3 separate regions of the Hordeum vulgare genome follow, and regions 2 and 3 are each linked to region 1. A link is a contact called in public Hi-C data. All regions are on one chromosome and are shown on one strand. The core of a region is the stretch at or near the end of the contact, and the rest is flanking DNA. Distances in the headings are between cores, read along the strand shown.

The links. A called contact is a pair of places that touch in the nucleus more often than the background predicts.
Region 2: a Hi-C map of leaf shows a contact between it and region 1, with 9 times the contacts expected there. The contact joins the promoter of LOC123446515 here to the promoter of LOC123448743 in region 1. A contact is called at or near these places in 2 of 6 Hi-C or Micro-C datasets (leaf and seedling) and 1 of 1 datasets of contacts at active chromatin or transcription factors (embryo).
Region 3: a Hi-C map of leaf shows a contact between it and region 1, with 2.9 times the contacts expected there. The contact joins the enhancer-like site here to the promoter of LOC123448743 in region 1. A contact is called at or near these places in 4 of 6 Hi-C or Micro-C datasets (leaf and seedling) and 1 of 1 datasets of contacts at active chromatin or transcription factors (embryo).

The regions. Positions count from the first base shown.
Region 1 is chr4H:402,571,040-402,574,717 of MorexV3_pseudomolecules_assembly, reverse strand. It overlaps LOC123448743 (guanine nucleotide exchange factor SPIKE 1), which reads left to right and starts at 1,665. Exons shown (of 31, transcript XM_045125736.1): 1 at 1,665-1,999; 2 at 2,124-2,219; 3 at 2,982-3,144; 4 at 3,223-3,341. The coding sequence starts at 2,133.
Region 2 is chr4H:403,408,228-403,411,905 of MorexV3_pseudomolecules_assembly, reverse strand. LOC123446515 (NAC domain-containing protein 1-like) reads right to left here and starts at 1,693. Exons shown (of 3, transcript XM_045123089.1): 1 at 1,313-1,693; 2 at 838-1,145; 3 at 1-337. The coding sequence starts at 1,478.
Region 3 is chr4H:403,152,968-403,156,645 of MorexV3_pseudomolecules_assembly, reverse strand. No RefSeq gene overlaps it. Among protein-coding and RNA genes, the nearest start is that of LOC123450565, 120 kb to the left of the region's middle. Within about 2 kb of position 1,820, at least 2 of the 3 cell types and tissues checked have open chromatin away from gene starts, as enhancers often do. A contact at or near this core is called in leaf, where this site is marked.

The DNA.
Region 1 (3,678 bases), core at 416-2,915:
AAGATGTCAAATTAAAGAGGCTATAATAATAGTTAGAAGTTTTTTATATTTAATTTAATATCAACATGCCTTAAAAGCCCAAGTGTTGGAAGAATAATTGGGCCACTTGGGCCCAATAGGTCAAATGAAAAAGTGCGAGGGGGGCTTGGGTTCATTTGTGGTTGTCTAAGGGTACAAACAATTTACGAGAATTGTTTGGGCATTTCCAAAAGAGTGTAGCAGGGGTTGCTTGACAACTCAAGGCATTTGTCATTATTATTTCTTTGCAAAAGAACAATTTCTATAAGAGAAAAATACCAAGTTAGAGAGAGGGCTATGTTAATGATTTCAACCTTTGGAGGGTTTGAGTGTTGACTGATTATTTAGGTGGTTTAATTTGTTAAATCACCAATGATTTAGGAAAACTAAAAGGCATAAATGCAAAGAAAATTCAAATGCAGAAATCAGAAAAAGAAAGGGGGTAAAAATCAAGGTGTTACAACGACGAGGACATTTGAGGATGCTACCGAGAACGACGCTAGCTCCTTGTTAGTCACACCACCACCGCCATTTGTGCCCAACCACCACGACGACGAGGCCAACACATCCACTTTCACCTCCTCCGTCGATGGTGAGGAAGAATAGAACATGATAGGCCGCCGTCGCTTGGGTCGTCCCACGAAGACCACTGTCAACGTCTTGCTGGGTCTCACAGCTGGTGAGCTTGTTCAAAGTTTCGCGGATGACATTATTGTTCTCCCCCTTCCGCTCAAGCTTCACCCCCTAGGCTCACGTCAGCTCGGTGAGCCAGCTGCAAGACATGGGGAAAGATATGTAGTGGGAAATGGACGCGGCCGGCGATCTTTTGGACTAGGTTAGAATAGCCTCCTCCGCTATAGTTTATTTGAAATATGCCTCCAGTTTATATGAAAATCATTCGGTCGGTGTGTAATTTGTTCGGCTTGTTGAAATCCGGTATAAAATGTATGTGGACATGGTTAGCCGGTTCGCGTATGCAATGTCTGTTTTAGGGGTTAGTGTTGGAGATGCGCTAAAGCAGCAAGGTTATAACATGAAAAAACGATCCATATTGGTCAAACTATTTATACATAAAAATAAAACAGCAAGTTCAGTTTATGCAGTAGCAAAACAAAACAAAACAAAAACCTTGTATGGCACATTAGAGCATGGTTAATAGTATAGCCAACTGCTGGCTATAAGCAGTCTTATAGTCCATCTTATAGCTAGCTTGTACAATAGTTAGCTATAAAAGAGTACTACTTTTATCATATATGGCACACGTTTCATTCTCACAAAGCACCTAGGAGCACGTGCTAGAGCTGGCTCTTCACGAAGAGCCCGCTTCCCTTCTCTCTTATCCAACTCAACAGAAATATTTTAATCCTTACAGCCTGCTGACTGTACCTTATTGTACTTGTTCTTAGGACAGAAGCACCAAGGCAGACACACACAACAAACAGTCTAGTGGTGTCATTCACACTCTTGACAGCGAAGCGTCTCTGTTTTGCGACACGGCCAGAGCAGCCCCGGCGCAAGCGGAGGCAAAATATTTCTCGTCGAAAGATTTTTAAAAGCCCCAAGAAATGCGCAGGTAGAAGCCAAACCAAATCTTTGTTTTTCTATTATTATTTCCCCTTTTCCCCTTCCCCATTCCCCACCAAGCCTAAGAGGAAACACTCATCCTCCCAACTCCACCTGCTTCGCTTCCTCTCCACTTCACCAAACCAAACCCTCGGGTGGGGGAGAGGGGAGCAGAGCCGAGCAGAGCGGAGCAGGAGATGGCGAGCGCAAGCAATGCGCAATGAGTGGCGGTAGCCTCGCCTTCACCGCCCCTTCTTTTGCCTTCTACTAGCTGCTGCTCGGTGCCTCGGGTTGGTGCAGTGGGTGGGACTGGGAAGGGGGTTCATTCCTTCGCGCCGCGCCTCTCGTCGCCCACGCCTCCCGTCGCCCGGATCTGGGCCGCAGGTGCCGAGATCCTGAGCTCAGCTTCCTCTCTCCGGTGCGGCGTTTTCTCGGGTTTTTACCGGGGTGTCGTTGATGGTGATGTTTGTTTGGCTAGTGCAGCCCAGCGCTGCACAGATTTGTGCTGAATTGGTTTGCTTGTGGATTATCTGTCGGCTCAGGTGGCGGCCATGGATTCCCCGGCGCCCGGGGAAGGACAGCGGTTCAAGCGGATTCCAAGGCAGCCTTGTGGCCGGAACCTGGAGCTGGATCCACTCGTATGTCTCACTCCCTACTCCTGCGTGTTTCCTTGATTTGCTTGTGCCAATGCGGCTTGCCGTGTTTATTCAGCTTTGTCGACTGTTGTGGCAGCGCATACAATGTGGCGCCTGGGGAGCCCCAGTGTTTGAAATGTCATTGAATTGTGTGTGCTCGAGATCTCTCCGCACCCGTTGTTTAGGGTTTTGAGGTTTCTTATCGTACGCATGCTTCTGTGAGAGGAGAGCCGAGGAGTTTAAACTGATGATGCTGTTGGTATTAGTGGTGAACTGCTGCTTGCTAAGTGCTGCTCATGTCAAACCTGCATTGCAGGATATAGTTTTCTAATCTCCTTATTGCCAGGGCGCTTGCGTATGGGTTTTTCACAAATAGCTAACCTTTTCTTATGGTTAGCCTCCCAAAAGCTATGCTGGTTTTGGGTTTGCTGCTATTTTGGGAATGAGCCCAGCTCATTGAGTGGTCCATTTTGGATGTGCCCATATGTGGCCAGTGAGTCTAATTGTTCACTGTATTACTATAGACCACCAAGAACGGAACTCGAGTACTAGACTACTACCATGGTCTATGGCTATACGTTTTCCATCTTTCTCACTTCTGGCATTCCATGATGGAGCTATGTCCTTAGTATCAGTATTGCACATCTTTAGTGACTGATAATTCAGTTTGCTCCTTTGGGTTTCAACCACGAAAAAGTAACTATTTTGTGCTGCAATTTTTGAGTATTAAGGATGAAAAAGCGAAGCTTCTTTTTGTTTTTTCAGCTTAATGAGAATTTGGAACAGTGGCCACATCTAAATGAGCTAGTACAGTGTTATAACGCTGATTTTGTGAAAGATGACTGCAAATATGGACGCTATGAGAGTGTCGCGCCACCGTCCTTTCAGAATCAAATTTTCGAGGGACCTGATACCGACATAGAAACAGGTAATCCAACATCCTTGTGACTGGATTAGCTTTTTATACATGGTTTACTTAATATTTTATATATTTGCTTTGTCATAGAATTGCAACTTTGCAACGCTAGGCATTCCAAGCCTGAGGAAGCTACTGAGGATGATATGCCAAGCACTTCAGGGAGGCAAATATCTGAAACTGAACCATCTGCTTCGTCTTCAAAAAAAGTAAGTGCATATTCACTAGTTTTCTGTTTTAGGTGGATTCTTACCATGCGTTTTTCTTTCTTGCCCCTGTGGCAGCAGACACCATGCTAAACTAAATTCTCTGCGATTAACCCTAATGCCTTAGTCCTCAACTGCTCATATTGGATGAAAAAACTATATTGTGAATTGCTCACACATCTATTTATCCTGTCCTTGTTTCAGCTACTACAATGCTTTCCTGTTGAACTTTGTTCATTCGTATCACTTGTGTCGATCCTTTATGCGTTCAGTTGACTGGTACTTTTCCACTTCGTTCTTTTTTTACTTCCTGTGCAAAGTGCAAACAAGGTGCATTCCA
Region 2 (3,678 bases), core at 444-2,943, 840 kb before region 1:
CATGGAATTGGCTCATGATGGGGTGGCCGAAGAGGGCGGCGTGTTGATCGTGCCGTGCCATGAGCGCGTGTCCGCTGTCGTCGAAGAGCTGCGCTAGCGAGTAGTCGTTGAGCAACTCTGAAATGGACGGGATCTTCGGCATCCTCTGTGTGCCGGGCACCGCGGCCTGCAGTGTGTAGCCGCCGGCGCCGCCTTGCATGGTCATGCCGGCGCTAGACATGGGGTAGGCGCCAGCGCCGGAAGGCTCGTCAAGCTCGTGGTCGGACAGCGGCGGCACCGCCATCGGGGACACTTGGCTGGTCTTCTTGTAGATCCGGCACAACACCCAGTCATCCAGCTGCATACATATACGCCAACATGGAGTATTAGAAATAATAAGTGAATAAAGCTTGCAATCAACCAGGCGAAAGATGAATCAGTCATTAACACGCGTATGCATCAGGCCTATCATTGTCGTATCTATTGACTTGGCGCAACCATGCCAAGTATGCCTAAAGAACATTTCTTTAAACGAGACACGCACATTAAAGCAGCTCTTGCGTCCATTCATAAGGCACTGCACAACCCGATTCCATTTTGGTAAAACTGACGTGCCGACGACACGAACCCATACACCCTCCCGGAAAAATCGCAGGGCAAGTGCGCGGGCAGGTGCGTGCCTAGCTATCGTCCGGTGCCACGCATGCGACTGCCATGGCACCAATTAATTTGACATATAGTAAGATCTATGTAGCTCTATACTCTAGGGTTTTGGGTGCTCAGTTCCGTTGACGATTTAATTTGTTCGTATGTTTGGTTGCTGTAGCTGTAGCGCGCACGTACGTGGTAACGACTTACCCTCATGGAGGCGTTGCGGAACTTCATGGGGCGGTAGGTGTTGGCGGCGTGCGCGTCGGCGGCGGCGAGGCGGTATTCGTGCATGATCCAGTTGGTCTTGATGCCCTTTGGCGGGCGGCCCTTATAGAAGACGAGGGCCTTCTTGACGCCGACGCTCTCGCCGGTGGCGCTGCAGCGGATGGGCTTGTCGGTGCCGGTGGCCTTCCAGTAGCCGGAACCCGCAGCACGGTTCGGCCGGACACCGTTGGGGTACTTACGGTCCCTCGGCGTGAAGAAGTACCACTCCCTGTCCCCGTAGCTAGCCTTGGCTGCAATCAATTAACAGGCCCCAACAAAAATAACGGACGATTATTAACTGAGATCCGAATTAAGGTAGCGCAAGTGGGAAGCAGTCGATCATCATCAGCATGAATGAATCATGATATATATGCATGCTTGGTGCAGAGGGGAGGCGGCAGGGCAGGTGGGTACTAACATGGCAGGGCCCAGGGGTCGAACTTGTAGATATCTACGTCGGCGATGATGGAGACGGGGCACGGCGATTGGGCGGCGCGGTTGCGGAGGTAGTGCAGGATGAGCTCCTCGTCCGTCGGGTGGAACCGGAAGCCCGGCGGCAGCATGGCCGGGTCGGACATGATCATCGCCACGCCACGCCACGCAACGCTCGAGGACGAAAACCCTAGCTGGCTAGCTAGAGCTTGGAGTGCTAACCAGTCTTGGAAGAAGATCTGGTAGCTAGAGAGGAAGCTAGCGACAGATGAATTAGCTAGAAAAGCTTGTAGCTATGGGAAATGAGGGGCTCGAACTTTTGGAGACGAGAGGAGAGGGGCCGCTTATATGGTTGCGGATTTTTGTCCTCTTGTGTTGTGTGCGTGACGCTTGGCCATGGCCCGGCGAGGAGAGGAGGCCTTCTCTGTGGTTTCGGCAACGGTGTGTGTGTGTGTGGCTATCGTTGATTCGTTATTCCTCACGTCCGGCGTGATGGCGCCCGGGATTGGGCATGGGCCGCCGTGACGTCGGCCGCTGAAACTTGCTGGCGCACGCACGTGTTGCCGGCCGGCCGACGATGGATTTGGGCCGAATCTCTCGCCCGATCCACCCGACACAACGGAATCCCACACCGCTGTTACAGAGTAATACTAACACGGATTATATTCATATAATTCAGCCAAAAATAAATAAATCCGGATCGTATAATCAGTAGGAATCTCTGTTATTCTTTTTTTTTGCTTGGGTCTGCATGAGTCAGGGAGTAGAGACTAACATATAGGCACCTTCAGCTAGTTTAGCAGGGGCAGAAGAAAAAGGAAGGTCTGCACTATGTTGAGAAACTCGCGGGTCTAGTAGCAAAGCCAGATTTAGGTCGACACAGTGAGATGGCGCGGAAACAGGTTGTGACGGTAAGATTTGTTTGTTTGGGCCTTTTGTGGCTATAAGACGGGCATATGCTACAGACAGGAAATTGGACCCCGTAGTAGGTTAGTCTGGCAAAATAAATAAATTCTAGGGGTACCATATGCAGCTTCAACCTGTATTAGCTTTGTCTTGTACGAGTATATGAATTATATGCTTGGTACTATTCTCGTGCATATTACCTAGTATGATTTTCATGCGGTGGACCCATTATGCTGAACAGCTAATTTTGAACTTTTCTTTTCTAGCAAGGCAAATACCATCTTTTTTCCCCCTTCAAAACGGTGGGGGAAGTAGCTTTGAACTTTAGAGTGCACACGTGATTAAATCTGTGCTAGGAAATGAAAAGCCGGTCTCCAGTAAGAAATTAATCTAGGCGTGAGTTCAATTGCTTGTCATTTTTGAGTAAATCCTTCCTTTACTCAGGAATAACTCCAATGTGATCATGTTTGCCCTATCTAAAAATCCTGTCATAGCGTACTCCTTAGTTGTCATCCCTTGATGGTTTTTACCCAATTTTATCGTTTTCCCCAAAAACTGACCAAACCAGTCCATGTGGGAGGATGACATGAAGGGTGACTAGGTGGACAAGTCAGGTCCACGTTCGCACCATGTGGCCATGTTGGCCCAGCTACGGTATATAAGTGTCGGTGAATATATATGTATTCATATGAAAAACATATATGCACGAGACATGTGATGTATCCTTAGCCGAGTATGGAATTTTCATGAAGACCCTATTGTGAGCTCGAGTGCAGATAAATCATAAATCGCAAGAAACCAAATTTGAATACATTTCCTTATTTCAGTAGGATCTATGCCAACGATTAATGCACCACACATCTTATGATCTGCTGGAGGTCACGAAGAGGGTAGAGGGCAGGGTGATGCCCAAAGGAACCTCAGCAGCGACGAAGGTGACACGGTGGTTTTACATAGGACCAAGCCGCGGATGCGGAAATCCCTATGTCCCGCCTACTAAGCTTTATTAATAGAAAACGAGGATCAAAATTGTGCATATGAGATCTACGGGGAGCTAGTTTACGGGCCTTGCCTCCAAAGATAGTTGCCTATGATGAAAGTCCACATGCCCCTTGTAAAGGTAGACAAAGCTGGTAATGTGGTAGCTATCAACGTCGGATACAATACGATCGGGTGATCATATTGTTTTTTTTTTGAATACGCAAAGATTGTGTATCTTTTCATTGATAGAAGAAGAGTGTTACACCATGGGATTGCAACAGCTCACTAAGCCATGTACACAAGTTGGCATGGAAGCGAGCTAGGAGCATCACACACATGGGGTTGCTCAGCCCCAGACGTCAAACAAGACTAGCCCTTAGGGATGACATTTTGTATTCTGATGGCGTCGGCTCGAGCCCATAGGCGCGCTTCGTCCTTGATGATGTCAGATACACGGGTACCGAG
Region 3 (3,678 bases), core at 571-3,070, 580 kb before region 1:
CTTCTACCACGTCCCTGCATGTGCCATGTACGTAGTCAGAAAAAGACTGAGAAACACGTTTGCACTTTAGAGTAACTTCAGCCACGTGACTCAAACGGATGCGAGTTTTGTTCATTTAGGTCAGCCCGTGAATATTCATGTCCGTTTTTTAAAATGGATCAATGTTTGTGTTCAATGCTAACATGGTTCATTTTTAAGACGGTATGAAAAAATACATCATAAATATTTGAAAATAGAAAAGGGTGATTGAACATTAATGTTGGCCTTAAAGATCAATGATAGTCCCACGAGTCCACATTGCATTAAATAAAAAAACTTACTTAAACTGAAATCAAAGAGGCGTGTTGCCCTAGGCGTCCTCGAGGCCAGTAAGGTCGACGAGCGTCTACGTCTGGCCAGCCCAGCCCAGGGGAAGGCCGTCTCCGAGGCGGTGGCGACGTCGTTCGTCGGTGGATGCACCACCGTTGGCTGGGCTTCAGCACGACGCATTCCCTTCTCGGCTTCAGCGTCGCGCTCGAGCTGCTCGAGTCGCTGGCCCTCGAGGCTCTCCTTCGCCAACCACTATTGCCACCAATACTCCACGTAGGCCTGCTCCTGTTTCAGCGTCGCCCCCAATCAAACGGATGGTGTGCTCACCCACTCGCGCACCATCCCGTTCGAGATGTACTGCTCGATCTTCACGGGGTCGGCCCTGGCTTGCCCTTGGTGGGGGACGGCGGGGCCAGCGACGGCACGACGCAGTCGTCGACGGCGTAGAGCACCATTGCCTCCGCCAACCGCGCCTGGTAAGCCGCCTCCTCCTCCTCCTCCTCCTCCTTGCGTTGCTCTTCCTCCTCGCTTTCACGGAGGACGGTCGTTAGCGCCTCTTGGTAGGCGGCCTCCACCTCCTGGTTCTCGTCGTGCACGACAAAGAGGCGGCGGGGTGCCAGCCCCCACGTTGCGGACGCCACGCCGGTGCTGCTTCAAGTGCTCCGAGGCAAACCAGACTTTTCAATCAGGAGAGTCTGGAACGTACGCGGGGTTGAACCACTGCTCAGGCGTCAGCTGTTATCGTCGACGCCGAACCTCCACCGCATGCGCCCGCATCGACTGCGGTATTTGTCGGCACTGAGATCCTCTCCGGATCCAAGTGCCACTCATGTGGCAACATCACGTCGGGGTAGGGGAGAGGGATACGGTGCTCCCAGTGCCACCTCGCCTGGTGCATTGGGACGCTTATCCGCTGCCGAGGCGGGCGGGAAGACGACGGCGAGAGGAGCACACACCAAGAGAGGGCTCGAGCCTGCGTCGGAGAAGAAACCCGTGGTGATGGCTAGGGTTTGTCGTCAACGGGGAAACAACGGGGTAGCTAGATGGGGCGGCTTTGTGGGAGAGAATGAGCCCCCTCCCCCTCCTCCACACACGCTCGGATTAAAGAAAGACGCCCGTGGTCGTTGACGCGTGAGCCCGGGATAAATGGTCATCATCTCTTTACAAAACACGGACGGTAATTGATCAACCGCTACGTGGGGGCGGGACAGACATCGAAAGGGCACACGCCGCGTTCGCGTCGACGCATTTTAATCTTAAATTTAAGTTTAAAATGAATCGGCGCGAACGACTATCCAAAAGGACACGTGCGGACGAACCTGTTGAAGTTGCTCTTACGTACCAGTTCGTTGCGTGGAAGCATCCGGTGAGTACGTGCAAGCTGGCGAGGCGGGGTGAAGAACTGAAGATCGAAGACGGCGCCACGGAGGCAGCCGATGACCTGCCTGCTGGCTGAGCCGCCAGCTTATGGTCACATCGAAGCGGCTGGTCGATCGTCTCTCTGGGTATGTGCTCAGTGCTCGTGTCGTGTCCGGGAAAGCGACACGGTTCTGGTTAGTCCCACGCTTGGCCTGTTCGTCACAGATGACGCGGAACTTATTGGCGCCTCGGCACTGATAATATCTCGCGTGAACCGCACATGACAGCGTTGGCGTGTAGTAGTACAATAGCTAGTAGAAGACGTCGTATGGTACAGGTGCAACGAGGTACTGGCAAGCCATGGGAGTGGGACGTACGCACGTCGTAGCTTGTCAATTTGATGATCAGACGACGCGCTCACGCTGCATTGACTTGTTCCATTAACGGTGTCACCGCGAGCTGTTTATGTTGCTTTCCACTCTGGATGTATTTGGTTCCACAAATTTTCCCCGTTATCCGATTACGCCGCAAACTGATACTGTTAATCATGTTTGTTTGGCCCGCCCGTAAACAAGTACTACCACGTAAACAGATTACAATGCAAGTCTCCGTTGATTTCCGCCGACCCCTCACCGAAAACAGATACCATTCCCCATTGCAGCTTCGTCCTCGTCTAGCTACGGTTTCATCGAGATCGATCCATCCGCTCTCAGTGGCTCGGTCCCCTCCGCGATTCCGCCCCCAATGTTGTACATCGAGGCTCGCGGCGGCGCTGGTCTCACACCGTACCTCGATCAACTCTGCTTGATGTGCAGGCTCGCGGAGACGTCATGAGAGGAGCAGCGGGGCGGCGGCGCAGGCAGTCGCGCCATTAGAGGTCTCCAACTATGACTACGTGCTTCACCAGCAGGTCTCCAAGCTGCTCGAGCATGCGTTCTCGTAACCATCATCGGTGGAGGCAGCGCTCGATGGTGGGGATGCCGGGGCTAAGGAAAAGGATGGTTCCTGGGTCGACGGCGTCGAAGACGACAATATAGCTGATGGGAATGATTACGGTTACAGTTCGCAGGCAAACAAAGTTCCATTTTTCTCCATTTCATTTACAGTACCGGTGTGACCTCATTCCATTTACGTTCGCGTTACCTTTGATGAACCAAACACCTCCAGAATGGTTCCTCGCTGGGTTGCAGCCAATTTTGTGCACTCACTCTTGTCATGTATAGAGTCCTGAAAAAGTTCATCGACACATCTACAACCTTCGTCTCAAACCCTACTCAAATATTCGGAGGAATGGATCGGTCGCTGGCCGTTTAAAAAATGTCAATATATATAGGTGCTTTAGATCCAATTCGAACGTTCGGACTAATTAACACTCCTCATATTTACCTCATATATAAAGTGAATATGAGGTATGTGAGCACGTCTGTCATGTTGAATCTGACAGACCTACCCTATAATAAATTGCATCAAATTCCTTCAAACTTATCCGATTCATTTGCGCCGGACTACGTCATGCCTTCTATGTATTGAACACATTGTCCAACTAGCTTTTCATGATTTTTTCTATAAGCTTGATGAGAATGATTGAAAAAGTAAGTTCTCATACTTAAAAACTTTCTCACGGTTTATAGTTGCCATCGATGCTCGCCTTGGAAGGATATGAGCTCCTTCATAAAGTGAGCATTGATAGCCCCTATTAAGAAAGAGTAACTTAATGCTTTTGCACGCGTGGTTATTTAAGTCTGTCGTGGCCCTCCTCCTCCGACGAGGTGGGACTAAAAGCCCTCAACCAGGCCGGCCCAACACGCATGTTTTCATACTGGAAAAAATTTATGAACAATTTTATGGTGTTTACACAACCCCGCCGGCCCAACATCGACTAAAACATCCAAAATGATTACGTGTCTTTGCATGTATTGTTTTAAATATAGGGTTTACAGTTGTAAATGAAAAAAATTGAGGCCCGCCTCATCACTGTATGAAGGCGTGTCTGAACGCGTCCATAGATGT